3 separate regions of the Mus musculus genome follow, and all the other regions are linked to region 1. The links are chromatin contacts, called in public HiChIP or PLAC-seq and Micro-C maps. All regions are on one chromosome and are shown on one strand. Each heading gives the region's core, a stretch centred on a gene start, on an enhancer-like site or on the middle of the called end of the contact. The rest is flanking DNA. Distances are from core to core; before and after follow the strand shown.

Region 1 (4,419 bases), core at 582-3,081:
GGCCCCACTAACATATTTCCAGGCACCTACAGAACTCGGTTCAAATCCCGCCACCACCTCTTTCAAGTCTCAAGTTTCTTCACTAAATACTGGGAAAAGACAGCATCCATTGTGAGCCGCAGACTCCCCCAGTTCCAGCTCAGTCCTCCTGGCTGTAGGAGCATCCCGCTCCCTTCCTGAACCTGTAAGCTTCTGAGATATTCAGGTGGGCAGAGATACGGCTTTATACCCCCAGGATGCATGAGGTTACATCCCCAATGCCACCACGTGTGCTTGTTCTGAGGTTCCAGCCTCAGCCCCACAACGTAATCCTGGCCTTGCTGACACAGGGTGAGAAGAGCTGTTCTAACAGTTACATGTCCCCAGATGGTGCGGACGGAGCAGAGCACTGTGCCCAGAGCCTGTGGTCTTAGACAAAGCCTCTTTGGAGCTAGTGACTACGCCTCCTCATCTGAAAACCTGAGCAAACTGTCCCCCGCTTTTGACACTTGCCACCACTTACAGAAACAATTGGTGAGTGGTTTTCTTGAGACATTGGCCAAGGGGCAGAGTTGCTGAGAGGGTCCAAAGACAGAGGGTTTCAGAAGAGCCCCACTCCCCCCCCCCCATCCCCCAGTCCCACTCAAGGGCCCAGCCCTGGACTCTGCCTGGGCCAATTTTCTGACCTAAGTACTAAAAGGAACCTTAAACGCGGTGGATGAGGCTTGCGGCTGGCATCTTGGGCCCCCCACACCCACCCTTGCCCTCTTACTCTCTTTAAGCTTCTCAGTACAAGGGGACTCTCAGGCATCTTCTCTCTTTTCTGCTCTCTGTCCTCAATTGGTCAGTAGATAACTCAGAATAAGAATCTAAAAGTGGAGAAGTCCTTGGCCTGGGTACTCCTGGGGCTCAGGGTAAGGACCAAAACTTAACAGGTTGCTCCACTCAAGCGGTCTCAAGCTTGGCCTCCAAGAACCTTAAAGGGAGAAATTCAGACTTTTCTGGTAAGAGATCCAAGCTAGGCACTTAGGGCTTCTATTGTCATTGATATTAAGTCAGGAAAGAAGAGGTCTCCCAAAAGAGGAGGAAGCTTGGGGCGGGTTCATAGCCCAAACCCCCACCCCCACCCCCCACCCAGGCAGTCTCACGATCACAAAGCTTCTCTACTAGAGATCAAAAATCACTGGGATTTGAGTCAAACAGAAAGAGAGGCCCTTCCGTGACCATTCCCAGAGGCCCCTGGGCTAACACATCAGGTAATCAGGCCCCAAACCCTCTCTTCCAAGACAGCACTCTAGTTCTCAGGTGCGCCCCCCACTCAGCTTTTCTTGGAAGAAGGCTCAGCTCGCCCAGGTTGCCCCCGGCCGTGGCAGGTGGAAAAGAGGAGGCGCCGCGTGGCTCGAAGCGGGGGAACCGCGCGCACCTGCCGCAGGTGAGGCCCAACCATGCGGAAGGGGGCGGAGCCATCTCCGCTGCGCTCAGGTGAGCCGACCCCCAGCTCGCAGGAGCCACGTCCAGGAAAGCTACGAATTTCGACGTGGCTCCCAAGAGGCGACCCAAAGCTGAGAGAGACTACCTCGGAGGCTCCTAGTCCCACGAGGTGCCGCGGCCCCAGGAGAACATTCGAGGCAACGGCGGCGTTGGAGGCCCGGGGTCCGTTCGTTATTTGAATAGCACAAAGGAACCGCCTTGGTCTGATTGGCCAGTCAAGTGGTCCCGGGGAGGGCAGTGGCTGTCAGTCGGAAGGCTCTACACGCTTCTATTGGCTAATCTACAGTGGGGCGGGGCGCTGCTGCCCAGCTAAATAGTTGGGGCCGGGGCCGGCGGAGGCTCATTGCTTTGGCGCCGTCTGGGGAGCGTGAGCCTGCGGGTGGCGCGCAACGCATGGTGGCGACTTCTCTCGGAGTGTCGCCGACCCGCCGACCCGGGCTCGGTTCCCTGTGCCTGGCTCGCCCGGGCGACCAACTGGAGACACACGCAAGGAGCAGCATTCGCAGCACCAGAGGCGGCTGCTCCGCCGCCCGCGTCTCCGCGGGAGCATGGAGTGCGCCCTGGACGCCCAGAGCCTGATCAGCATCTCCCTGCGCAAGATCCACAGCTCCCGGACCCAGCGCGGCGGCATCAAGCTGCACAAGAACCTCCTGGTGTCCTACGTGCTCCGCAACGCGCGCCAGCTCTACCTGAGCGAGCGTTACGCCGAGCTCTACCGGCGCCAGCAGCAGCAGCAGCAACAGCAGCCGCCCCACCACCAGCACCAGCACCTCGCTTACGCGGCGCCCGGAATGCCGGCCAGCGCGGCCGACTTCGGCCCGCTCCAACTTGGCGGCGGCGGGGACGCGGAGGCGCGCGAGCCGGTTGCCCGGCACCAGCTGCACCAGCTCCACCAGCTTCACCAGCTGCACCTCCAGCAGCAGCTGCACCAACACCAACACCCGGCGCCCAGGGGCTGCACGGCGGCGGCGCCGGTGGCGGTGGCCGGGGCGCCCGCGGGCTGCGCGGGGGCGCTCTCGGAGCTGCCCGGGTGCGCTGCGCTCCAGCCGCCGCACGGCGCGCCCCACCGCGGGCAGCACTTGGAGCCGCTGCAGCCGGGTCCCGCGCCGCTGCCGCCGCCCGCGCCCGCCGCGCTCTGCCCGCGGGACCCTCGCGTCCCGGCCGCTTGCTCTGCGCCCTCGGTGCTTCCGGGGGCTGCCCCTTCGACCGTCGCTGCCTCCTCTCCGCCCGCCTCTACAGCCCCTTCCTCATCCACTGGCTTCTACCGGGGCGCGTACCCGGCCCCCTCGGACTTCGGCGTGCACTGCAGCAGCCAGACCACCGTGCTGGACCTGGACACTCACGTGGTGACCACGGTAGAAAACGGCTACTTGCACCAGGACTGCTGCGCCTCCGCCCACTGCCCCTGCTGTGGCCAGGGCGCTCCGGGACCCGGTCTGGCGTCCGCCGCTGGTTGCAAGCGCAAGTATTACCCTGGCCAGGAGGAAGAGGACGACGAAGAGGACGCGGGCGACCTGGGAGCCGAGCCCCCCGGGGGTACCCCATTCGCCCCCTGTAAGCGCGCCCGCTTCGAGGACTTCTGCCCGGACTCGTCCCCGGACGCGTCCAACATCTCAAACTTGATCTCCATCTTTGGCTCGGGCTTCTCGGGGCTGGTGAGCCGACAGCCGGACTCCTCGGAGCAGCCGCCGCCGCTCAACGGGCAGCTGTGCGCCAAGCAGGCGCTCGCCAGCCTCGGCGCCTGGACTCGAGCCATTGTCGCCTTCTAGGGACCCCCGAGGGCATGGGGACCCTGGGCCCCGCGGGGCTGGGGCCAGACAAAGACTCGGCCAAGGGGCGATAGGGAGCGAGCGGGTCCTGGCCACTCGGGGCTGAGCTGGGGACGAGCAGAGGCTGATGTTTTATAAATTGTAAAATAAAAAAAAAAAATCTAAAAATCTTGGACTTTATTTTTGCAGAGAAAAAGCGCCTATTTAAGTATGCTTTGTGTTTCTCTTACTCTTTTCCCCCCCTTTTTATTGTACTGATTGCAGTGGTGTTTAGCGAGGAGCCTGCCACGTGAGGCAGGGCTGCTGCCCGGAGGAGGTGCCCGGCCGCCGGGGGCGAGGCTGGGTGCCCGGGCGCGCCAGGGGCGCAACGCAGGAGGGCGCGGGGCCCCGGACGCCGATTCTAATCAGTTGTCAAGAGCCGGGAAGCCCGACGTTCCGCTCTCCTGAGTGCCTTTCTGGGGTGAGGAACGGGTCTTGTGAAACCCTGAGCAAAAAAACAAAGGCAAACTCTATCTCCAAAAGGGACGTTTCGGTCACATTTCCTCTCTGGGGGCGGCCTCCAAAGTTCTCAAAATGAGAAGGCAGAAATGAAAACACTTCAACTTTTTTTTCTTTTCTTGCCGGGTTGGGCGTCTAGAACCCCTCCTCTCCCCGCCCCTCTGGCTCCGTCCTCCTCCCCCTCCTCCACCCGCCTCGCGGACTCGGGCGGGGGGGGGGGGGGGCACCCTGACACTCTCAGCACAGTTGGGAAAGGGGTGGAGGGCGAGCAGGGCGAACTACATTTCCCATCATGCCCAGCACTGCGGTCCTCACTAAACAAAAAAGGAAGTCGATTCCTTCACCTGGATCCCCGGGGGAGGGAGGGGCCCGGACCGCCGACTGAGCTGGAGACTTTTCGCTTAGCTCCTGGTCAGCTCTAGTGATTGTGCGCGCTTCTAAGTTACCTTGTGCTTTAGCCTTCGGTCCCATCTCATGAAACCAGCATTGTTCCAGCCTGTGAGAACCCTGTCTCCGTCCTCAGCGCGATAGATTTTGTTTAATTTAAAAGCCTTTTGTTGTGAGAAGGTGAGGTTCGCTTAGTGCCCCTCTGGGTCTCTGCCATCAACACCCCGAGGACTCCAAAACAAGTTGCCAACCTTGCCTTCCCGGCCCTTCTTCCTCCTGTATTTTTGTGCATAAT
Region 2 (4,419 bases), core at 1,166-3,665, 300 kb after region 1:
AGGGCTGCTCGGAGAAACCCTGTCTCAAAAACCAAAAAAAAAAAAAAAAAAAAAAAAAAAGTCTGACTCACTGGTTAAGGGCACCGACTGCTCTTCCAGAGGTCCTGAGTTCAATTCCCAGCAACCACATGGGGCTCACAATCATCTATAATAGGATCCAATGCCCTGTTCTGGTGTGTTTGAAGACAGCTACAGTATACTCATATACATAAAATAAATAACTAATTCTTAAAAAAAAAACAAACAAACAAACAAACAACCTTTGAGATGGATGGACGCTGCATGGGGCTAGCCATAGAGGCAGCCAGACTGCTGGGGCCAGAGAGTAGCTGGTACTAGCGTGGAGTGGTGTCTTTCTTACATTGCCCCACTACGAAGGCCTGTGTGGGCTTCACAGTCCATGCCTCCCCACATCGCACCTCAAAGAAGTAACTTGGGATGCTGAGGAGATTGTTCTGTGGTTAAGATGACTGGTTTTTCTTCCAGAGACCTGGGTTCAGTTCCCAGCACATACATGGTGTTTTACAATCTACTATAATTTCAGTCCCAGGGGATCCATTTGCCTCCTCAGGCACCAGGCAAGACTCTGGTGCACACACATACATACAGACAAAACACTCATATAAATAAAGTCAAAATTCACACAGCAGGGTGCCCCACACCTGTAATTTCAGCTCCTGGGAGGATAAGGCAGGAGGATGGACATTATCTCAAAAAAACAAACCAAAGCAAGCAAAACAGACAAAAAGAAAGTATGACTAAAAGAGTGATGTAAACTGTAGTTGGCGGTAATAATGTGTCAGGATTGTTCCTCAACTGTAACAAAGTATCGGATCATTGTAAAATGTTAATACAAGCCGGGTGGGCGTGGTGGCACAAGTCTTTAATCCCAGCACTTGCTCGGCACACGCAGGAGGATCTCTGAGTTTGAGGGCATCCTGGTTTACATAGTAAGTTCCAGGACAGCCAGGGCTATATATTAAGGCCTGTTTCAAAAACAACAACAAAAAGTTAATATAAAACTATCAGGCAGAAAAGTTTTTTGGGGAGGAACCTGTTGGTGTTCTGGGTTATACAGGAGAGCAAAGAAAAGGAGACACTGCAGGACCTGTTAGGCTTCTCAGCAGCAGGGGCTCATCCTCTCAGGCATTGAACTTCACATATTTACCATTTTGCAGACCCTCCTTACTGTTACACAAAAGGTACTTGTAGCAAGTCAATTTCTGTATACCAAAACCTGCTACCTTATCTAGGCTTCTCTGAAGGAACCCTACCTAAGCAATACTCAGGCATAACCTACATTCCCAGGCATACCTAAGCAAGTCCCAGGAGACATCCTGGTTTGTCAGGTATGTCTCAGGACTAAGTTATGCAAAGGCTCTGAGAATCCTTGGAAGAGCAACCCCATAAAACCTCAGACAACAATCAATAACTTTACAAAAGGCTTCTTCAAACCCTAGGTACAATCCCTCTGGAATTCATGCCAGATACAATGGCTGCTATTATAGCAGCAGCTAAAAGTCTTCTGCAGGGACTTCTTTCAGTCCTATCTTCTCATTCTTTACTTAAAATGATTTTAAAGTAGACACAGAATGTTGATCAGTGATTTGCATGCTGGAGACCTTGGATTTGATCCAGGGCTGCCAAAAATCAATCAATCAATCAATCACAGCACTCAGGTGGTTGATGGAAGATTGAGTTTGAGGTCAGTCCAAGCTACATAGTAAGACCCTGTATCAATTTCTTTTTTAAAAAATTTAAAGTACTACATGCAAACAAATGAATTAAACTGATAAAGAATAAAGTCTGGGGCTGGCAAGATGGCTCAGCGGGTAAGAGCACCAATTGCTCTTCCAAAGGTCCTGAGTTCAAATCCCAGCAACCACATGGTGGCTCACAACCATCCGTAATGAGATCTGATGCCCTCTTCTGGCACGTCTGAAGACAGCTACAGTGTACTTATGTATAATAATAAATAAATCTTTTTAAAAAACCAAAAGAATAAAGTCTGGACGAGGCTGGGAATATAGCTCACTGGTGGAGCACTAAATTTAGCACGCGTCGGGCCTTAGCTGGAGTCCCAGGAAACTGAATGGATAAATAAAAAGAAAGTGCAAATGAACTGGATAAAGGTAGTCTTTTGTAATTTCCAATAGGGTGCCCTTACATAAAACATGGAAGCTAAATATCACCAGGGTACCTAACAATGGAAAGGGCGGCACATGAGCCTTACTGGGTTCGGACAGCGTAGTGCTGCGAACTCGTTGCCCTGGAGACAGGGTACCAACGCAGCAGCCTCCGCACTCGCACGTGGCGTTTCTGAGCTCCGCCTCAGCCTGGCACCCAGGACACGCCCCACTCTCCGCTGGGCCTCTGATTGGGCAGCTCCGCGGAGGTGTGGCCGGAAGAGGCGAGGCTAACTGGCAGGCGCGCGGTGGGCCTGGAAACATGGCGGAGCGCCCGAGGAAGCGTCCGTGTGGTCCGGTATGTGCGGACCGATGGGTTCCGGGCTAGGCCTGGAATCTGCAGCGTGTCACAGTGGTGTCGGCCCGGGTCTTCTGCTCTCTCCTCTCCCCTCGCCCCTCTCCCGTAGCCTGAGCTTGCAGAGTTAGCTGGTCCGATCTACATTCATTCGCGGGGCGACGGTGTCTTGAGTCCTCTCCTGGCTTATTTTCTGATTCCTAGGGCGACTTTATGGCCATACCTGTCTTCCCCTTGTCTCGGTTTCTTCTTTTGCCCAATGGGGATTCATTCCTCAGCTTCCCGGATCTGATCCCAGGCTTTGTGCACGGCGAGTCCCTGTGTACTTCTACCCTGGTTTGAGAGAGTCAGATGGCGGGAGGCCCGATGGGATGCGCCCCTCCTATGTGTGACCGGTCAGCCTCTCAATCTTCCTCCTTACTTGCAGGGTGAACATGGCCAAAGGGTTGAATGGCGAAAATGGAAACAGCAGAGTAAGTAAAAAGCTGAGGCCGGGTTGGGCAAGCGCACTGAGCCCTCCCTTTCCACAAACCAGCTAATGGCCCGACGAGCCCTCTTTGGGTCTCAGTGTATCCAAGTGAGTGGTGGCAGCCTCTCCAGAGCCTAGGCTAGCCCAGCGAGAAGGAACTCTCCTCCCCATGTCAAGTCCTTTCCCTCCAATAATTCTCCAGAAAAAGAGGAGAAAAAGAAGTGGAAGGACCTCAAGATAATGAAGAAACTGGAGCGGCAGCGTGCCCAAGAGGAAGAGGCTAAACGCCAGGAAGAGGAGGAAGAGGCGGCGGCCCAGAGGAGCAACCAAGGTAAGCAGCTGGGTCGTGAGGTAAGTTGAATCTCTGAGCCATGGGGACATGCAAGGGAGGGAAGGTCCACAGCCTGTCAGGCTGACAGGAACATCCCCTGTCCCTGCTAGGACGGCCTTACACTCTGAGTGTGGCCCTGCCAGGCTCCATCCTGGACAATGCCCAGTCACCTGAGCTCCGCACCTACCTGGCTGGCCAGATCGCCAGAGCCTGCACCATCTTCTGTGTGGATGAGATTGTGGTGTTCGATGAGGAGGGCCAAGATACCAAGTGAGAGTCTCTGGGGAGTGGGGAGGACCAGCAGGGGTGGCCATGGCTTTGTCCTGCTCCTTGTCACCTGCCTGGCTGCCTGGAAGGAGCTCTCAAAGGCAGCTGCAGACTCACTTTTTCTCACCCTTGGTGCTAGAGAGTGGACTCAGGGTTTTGCCCATGGTCTGTGCTGAGGCTCAGCACTTGGATGGTTTGGGTTGTGTTTAGCATTTCTTTATGGTGCTTGTGTACAAACACCAGTGTGGTTCTGGAGACCAGAAGGCCACTTGAGCTGAGCAGTGGTGGCACACGCCTTTCATCCCAGCACTCAGGAGGCAGAGGCAGGTGGATCTCTGAGAGTTCAGTGCCAGTCTGGTCTACAGAGCAAGGTCTGGGACTGCCAGGGCTATGCCAAGAAACCCTGTCCCCAAAAACAAATGAAAAAGAAAGAAAATAAAAAAAAAAGTATAATAAGCCCAGCACTTGGATCTTGAGGTCTGTCTTAATCTTTCCAGGAGTGTGGAAGGAGAATTCAGGGGAGTTGGCAAGAAAGGGCAGGCATGTGTCCAGCTGGCCCGCATCCTACAGTACCTGGAGTGTCCACAGTAAGTGTGAGGTGAGGGCAGTGGCTGGGAGGCAGCCTCCCCAGGATGGACCTGACAGATGCATTCCTCCCTAGGTACCTGAGAAAGGCGTTCTTCCCCAAGCACCAAGATCTGCAGTTTGCAGGTACAGCTAGTGTGCCTGCCCCATTTCCCATGACTCAGCCTTAGGCACCAAGATGGATCCAGGTGGGAACACAGGCTAGGGGTAGAGCCTGGTCCTATCATCACCTCCTGTTCCCTGCCCAGGAATCCTCAACCCCTTGGACAGCCCTCACCACATGCGT
Region 3 (4,419 bases), core at 1,115-3,614, 270 kb before region 1:
GACAGGGTTTTTCTGTGTAGCTCTGGCTGTCCTGGAACTCACTCTGTAGACCAGGCTGGCCTCGAACTCAGAAATCCACCTTCCTCTGCCTCCTAAGTGCTGGGATTAAAGGCATGCAACACCACTGGCCAGCTTATCCATTTTTTTCTTAGTGTTTTCTTCCTCATGATTACTGATAAGATTTTATATTTGATATTCTGAGTTATGACACATCTCAGAGCTTCTTTTTTTCTTCTTTTTTGTTTTAATTAAAAAATTATTATTTTATGTGTATGAGTGTTTTGGTTGCATGTATGTCTCTGTGCTGATTTTGTGCCTGGTGCCTGAGGAAGCCAGAAGAAGGTGTTGGATCCTTTGGAACTGGAGATATAGATATTTTTTGTCACCATGTGGGTGCTGAGAATTAAACTTGAGTCCTCTGGAAGAGCTGACAGTCTGTCTGTCTGTCTATCTCTCTCTGGGGGTGTTGTTTCGTATAAGAGAGAGTAGGTATGTGGTATATGCACATGTGTGCACAGGTACAGGACATGGAGTATCTCACTCTGTCTATCATTCTTTGTTTTATTCTCTTGAGACAGGATCTCTCACTGAGACTGGAGCTAGGCTGGCTTACAGCCAGCTCCATTGAAGCCGTGAGTTCAAGTTCCAGCTACTCACATCAGGAGGCTCACAACCATCTGCATATCTGTCTCTAGGGCATCTGGTACCTCTTCTGGATTCCATGGGTATCTGCACACACATGTGCACACGAGCACACACACACACACACACACACACACACATACACACACAAATAAATAAATAAATAAATCTTCATAGTAATAACATACACTGCACTCTAGGGGCTGGAGAGGTGACTAGAGTGGGTGGGTGGGGGTGTAAAGCTTGGGATGTCAGCAAGAGAACCTGAGTTAGGATCCCAGCACCCATGTAGAAGCCAGACACAAACTGTTATTGACTGTTATGTCTTCAGCTGTTTTAACTCTGTCTATCTATGATCTATCCAACTGTCTGTCTATCGTGTCTAACTTTGCAGCTCTAGGAATCCTAGTGATAGGCGAGCTCTGATCACTGAGGTCTGCTCCCTATCCACCCAAACCTCTTCTCTGGTCTCCAGCTCTTGGCTGTACCACTTAGGTTCCTGGAGCAGTCTTTGGGTGGTTTTGCAGCTGGGTCCCAGGTATGGCCATCTTTGTTTTGCAATCTTCCCTTTGTGAGTTCACTTGTGGGGGAGGAGGTATCTCTGGGAACCCCCGAGTAAGGCCAAGGTTTCAGTTTTCTGAGTCTGTGCACTGTTTATGCCCAGAGTCTAACGATCCTTTTGTGTGTTAAATTCTTCCTTTGGGCATCTCCAGGGCAGTGTGAGGAGTAGAGTCTAAATTTAAAATCTAAACCCCTGGGGGCCAAGACTTTCCAAGTCTCCAGGGCAGTTTTGTTTCTTCAGACCTTGGCAGTGGCCCCCAAACTAAGGCTTCCGGGTGCCTGCTCTGACTGTGTGGCTCTGCAGGTCTAGCTCTGAGTGGGCGTCACTTGCCACCTTTCTAGTCCCCACAGGGACTTGTAAACTCCAGTCCCCAAGCCAGCGCGGCCAGCGGCTGGCCCAGGCCCTCCCCCGCTGCAGCGATGCCGGCTCTGCATTCCTGCCTGGCTTTCAGCTTCTTTGTGGAGATCCCTAGGGAGTTCCCGGCCTTTCTCGCAAGCTCAGCCATGCATTTAAAAGGGTGTTTGTTATATTTTCCCGGCTACCGTTCCCAACCAGCACTTGTAGCGAAGGGGTTTTCTAAGCCATTGCCAGAGATGGAAGCCCTGTTTTTTTGTTTTTGTTGTTGTTAAAAACAAAAAAACAAAAAAAACCCCTCAGTATCTTTGTATCTCTGTATTTCCCAGCCCAGAGGACCCAGAGAAGCCCTGTGCATTTGGAGGAAACAGACCTGAACTTCTTGTTTTTAACCTACTTGGTAGTTTAGCCAGAGTCCTGGAGCAGCCCTGGCTCTGAGGACTTGTCTGGGATGGAGCCCTGGGCCACACTCATGCTGGGCATGGCCCAGGGTACCAGCTGTGATACACCCCAGCGACAGCTACCATTTCTGTACCTACATCTGTGTCCTCTCCCTCTCCCTGTCCCTCCCCCTTCCCCCTCTTCCTCTCCCTCTTTGAGACAAGGTCTCACTGTGCAATCCTGGCTGACCTGAAACATGCTATGTAAGCTCTGTAGACCAGATGACCAAAACTCAAAAAGGTTTGCCTGCCTCTGCCTCCCCAGTGCTAGGGTTAAAGGTGTAACATTTCTTTATGTGTGCCCAGGCCACGGGGAGTATGTGGAGGCCAGAGGACAATCTGTGGGTGTTGTTTCTGTTGGGGAGAACCACCCACATTCCAGAACCGCATGCTCTCCCAGGCCACTTTCAGTGACTCAGCGCCAGTGGCCACACCATCATCAGCTGCCAAATGTGACACATTTCCACTGTCCCACAGCATTCTCCCTGTGTGCCTGTGCTGTAACCTTCATAAGGCCCTTGCTTTCATGGCCTGTCCCTTGTCATTGCCATTCAGGGGCAGCCCCCCCCAATAAATCTCTCCAATGAGGGCTGGTGCATGGTTGGATTTTTCTGAATTCCTTGGCCCTCTGATCGCCACAAAAACCCTTACATTGGTGCCTGGGACTTGGATAGGGATCTCCTGGACCCCACCTTGAGCTCTGTGAGTGTGTGTGTGTGTGTGTGTGTGTGTGTGTGTGTGTGTGTGAGAGAGAGAGAGAGAGAGAGAGAGCTGCCCTGGATGCTATCCCTTTTCTGCAGTCCATCTGCAATAGATCCACCTTCGATAGCTCACCTATCGCTGGGCAACCCATCCACCTATGGTAATTGCTAAGTTTCCTCTTTGGTCCTACAAACACTTGCTTACCTGAATCCAAGGGCAAGACTATTGAGCATGTAGCATCCCTCTGGTGTTTGTGGAGGCGGAAGTCCCCCTAACCATGATCTCTAAGGCTACGGTTGGCCCTTTCTCTTGGGAAAGCTTTCACATTTAACTTGGTTTTCTCCTTTATGCTTCACGTAAAAGCCCTGTCTCCCCAGATGCCAGTCCTGACCTTCAAGCATGCAGTGAAGACCCAGGGAATAGCATGGGCCTTCCTGTCCCCTACTCAGTCCTAGGAATGCCCTAGACTTCAGGCTTAGGCCCTTCCTCTCTTCCTCGCTCATGGGAATTGCATCATCCATATGTTCGGGCTCACCCATGGGATTCCTCTTAGATAGCCTCCAGCCTCTCCACCTAGCTCCTGACTTGAGGGCCTCTAGACTTACCCACCTTTGCAGTTGAATCTGGCCTCAATATCCCTTAGATAATTAATCAAAAGGGCTGCCGACAGGTACCCTAGATATCAATATTACTTGGGACCTTTACAAGTCTTGCCAGCACTCAGGGAAATGGAGAGAGGTTCCCCACAGCCAACGTTTCTCTTTGTTTTGTTTTTACATTTCTCTTATCTTCACTCCAAGTCTCCCTTCTGGTCTTCCTGTTCCTCTGTTCAGCTCCTTCTAGCCGTGAAGTCTGAACAAGATGATCTACCACGACCCTTGATCCAGCTAATGAGTCCCCCTTCCCATATCAGCCTCGACTCTCAGCTCCTTCTCTTCCTCTCACTCCTTCCATCCCCACTTCTTCTCCTCCAGCAACAGGCTGCTCTAACTAGCCCACCCCACACCCACTTGCACAGCAGCCTTCCAAGGCCTGTGTGTCCCTTAGCTGCTCCCTCCCAACTCTGCCTCGGGTCTCTCTTGGCAGGGGATTGTCAGCGTGGATGGTCAAGGTGCATGACCCCTTTCTATCATGTGAACTCTCTCAAGTAGAAAACAAAAACAATCAGAAAACTGGAGTCTTATACCTCTAGCTCCTCTATTCTATTAAAGAATTCCAATATATTACTCAACTCTATAGTCTGACTTTCCACGACATATATATGACTCTAGTAACCTGCTTCCTAAAGTTTGGGAGCAGGCTAAAACACAAAATCCACCAAGCACACCTGGCCAGGGGTGAGGTGGTCCCCCACCAAGCAGCTGGCTGACAACCTCTCTGACAGACAGACCATCTAGGAGCCCCAGTGGAACCACAATCCTCCAGGTGGCATTCCAGCTAGAGATCAATGTACAACTTGCCTCTTGGCCAATCTCCATAAGCCCTCAAGCCAGAAAACTAAGAGAAACACCAGAGAGTCATCCAAGATGAACATGAAAATTAATCTCGGTCTCTAGACAGCCTCACAAAGGCTCTCTTACACTATACCAATCTAAACCCTGAAAACCCAGTGGGTGAACAACTCCTTATGATCTGCTTCTTTTCCCAGACTTTCCCCCAACATTAGGGCTAAGCTTAAACACTTGGAGAGAGAGCCCTTAACCCCACAAGCAGAAGTCT

What was found. A called contact is a pair of places that touch in the nucleus more often than the background predicts. HiChIP or PLAC-seq counts read pairs in DNA pulled down with a chosen protein or histone mark.
Region 2: a contact with region 1 is called in a Micro-C map of embryonic stem cells, with 3 times the contacts expected there. The contact joins the promoter of Spout1 here to the promoter of Ier5l in region 1. A contact is called at or near these places in 1 of 484 Hi-C or Micro-C datasets (embryonic stem cells), 1 of 115 datasets of contacts at active chromatin or transcription factors (embryonic stem cells) and 1 of 9 other capture datasets (liver).
Region 3: an H3K4me3 HiChIP or PLAC-seq map of forebrain shows a contact between it and region 1, with 5 times the contacts expected there. The contact joins the enhancer-like site here to the promoter of Ier5l in region 1. A contact is called at or near these places in 22 of 39 promoter capture datasets (3T3-L1-derived adipocytes, the C10 cell line, the HPC-7 cell line and 14 more), 3 of 15 datasets of contacts at CTCF or cohesin (CD8 T cells, the NIH/3T3 cell line and large pre-B cells), 19 of 484 Hi-C or Micro-C datasets (the AML12 cell line, the BV-2 cell line, Th1 cells and 12 more), 34 of 115 datasets of contacts at active chromatin or transcription factors (the 230-238 cell line, SST interneurons, Th17 cells and 23 more) and 3 of 9 other capture datasets (adipose tissue, embryonic stem cells and liver).

What each region holds. Positions count from the first base shown.
Region 1 is chr2:30,471,611-30,476,029 of GRCm38.p6, reverse strand. Ier5l (immediate early response 5-like) reads left to right here and starts at 1,831. Exons shown (of 1, transcript NM_030244.3): 1 at 1,831-3,399. The coding sequence starts at 2,019. The coding sequence ends at 3,239. It overlaps Gm31291 (a long non-coding RNA gene), which reads right to left and starts at 1,722. Exons shown (of 7, transcript XR_003954013.1): 1 at 1,556-1,722; 2 at 752-955.
Region 2 is chr2:30,176,455-30,180,873 of GRCm38.p6, reverse strand. Spout1 (SPOUT domain containing methyltransferase 1) reads left to right here and starts at 2,415. Exons shown (of 12, transcript NM_172660.4): 1 at 2,415-2,484; 2 at 2,909-2,954; 3 at 3,153-3,281; 4 at 3,392-3,551; 5 at 4,046-4,135; 6 at 4,210-4,259; 7 at 4,382-4,419. The coding sequence starts at 2,449.
Region 3 is chr2:30,741,361-30,745,779 of GRCm38.p6, reverse strand. No RefSeq gene overlaps it. Among named protein-coding and RNA genes, the nearest start is that of Gm39782, 20 kb to the right of the region's middle. Within about 2 kb of position 2,364, at least 196 of the 459 cell types and tissues checked have an H3K27ac peak or open chromatin away from gene starts, as enhancers often do. A contact at or near this core is called in 3T3-L1-derived adipocytes, the AML12 cell line, the BV-2 cell line and 24 more, where this site is marked.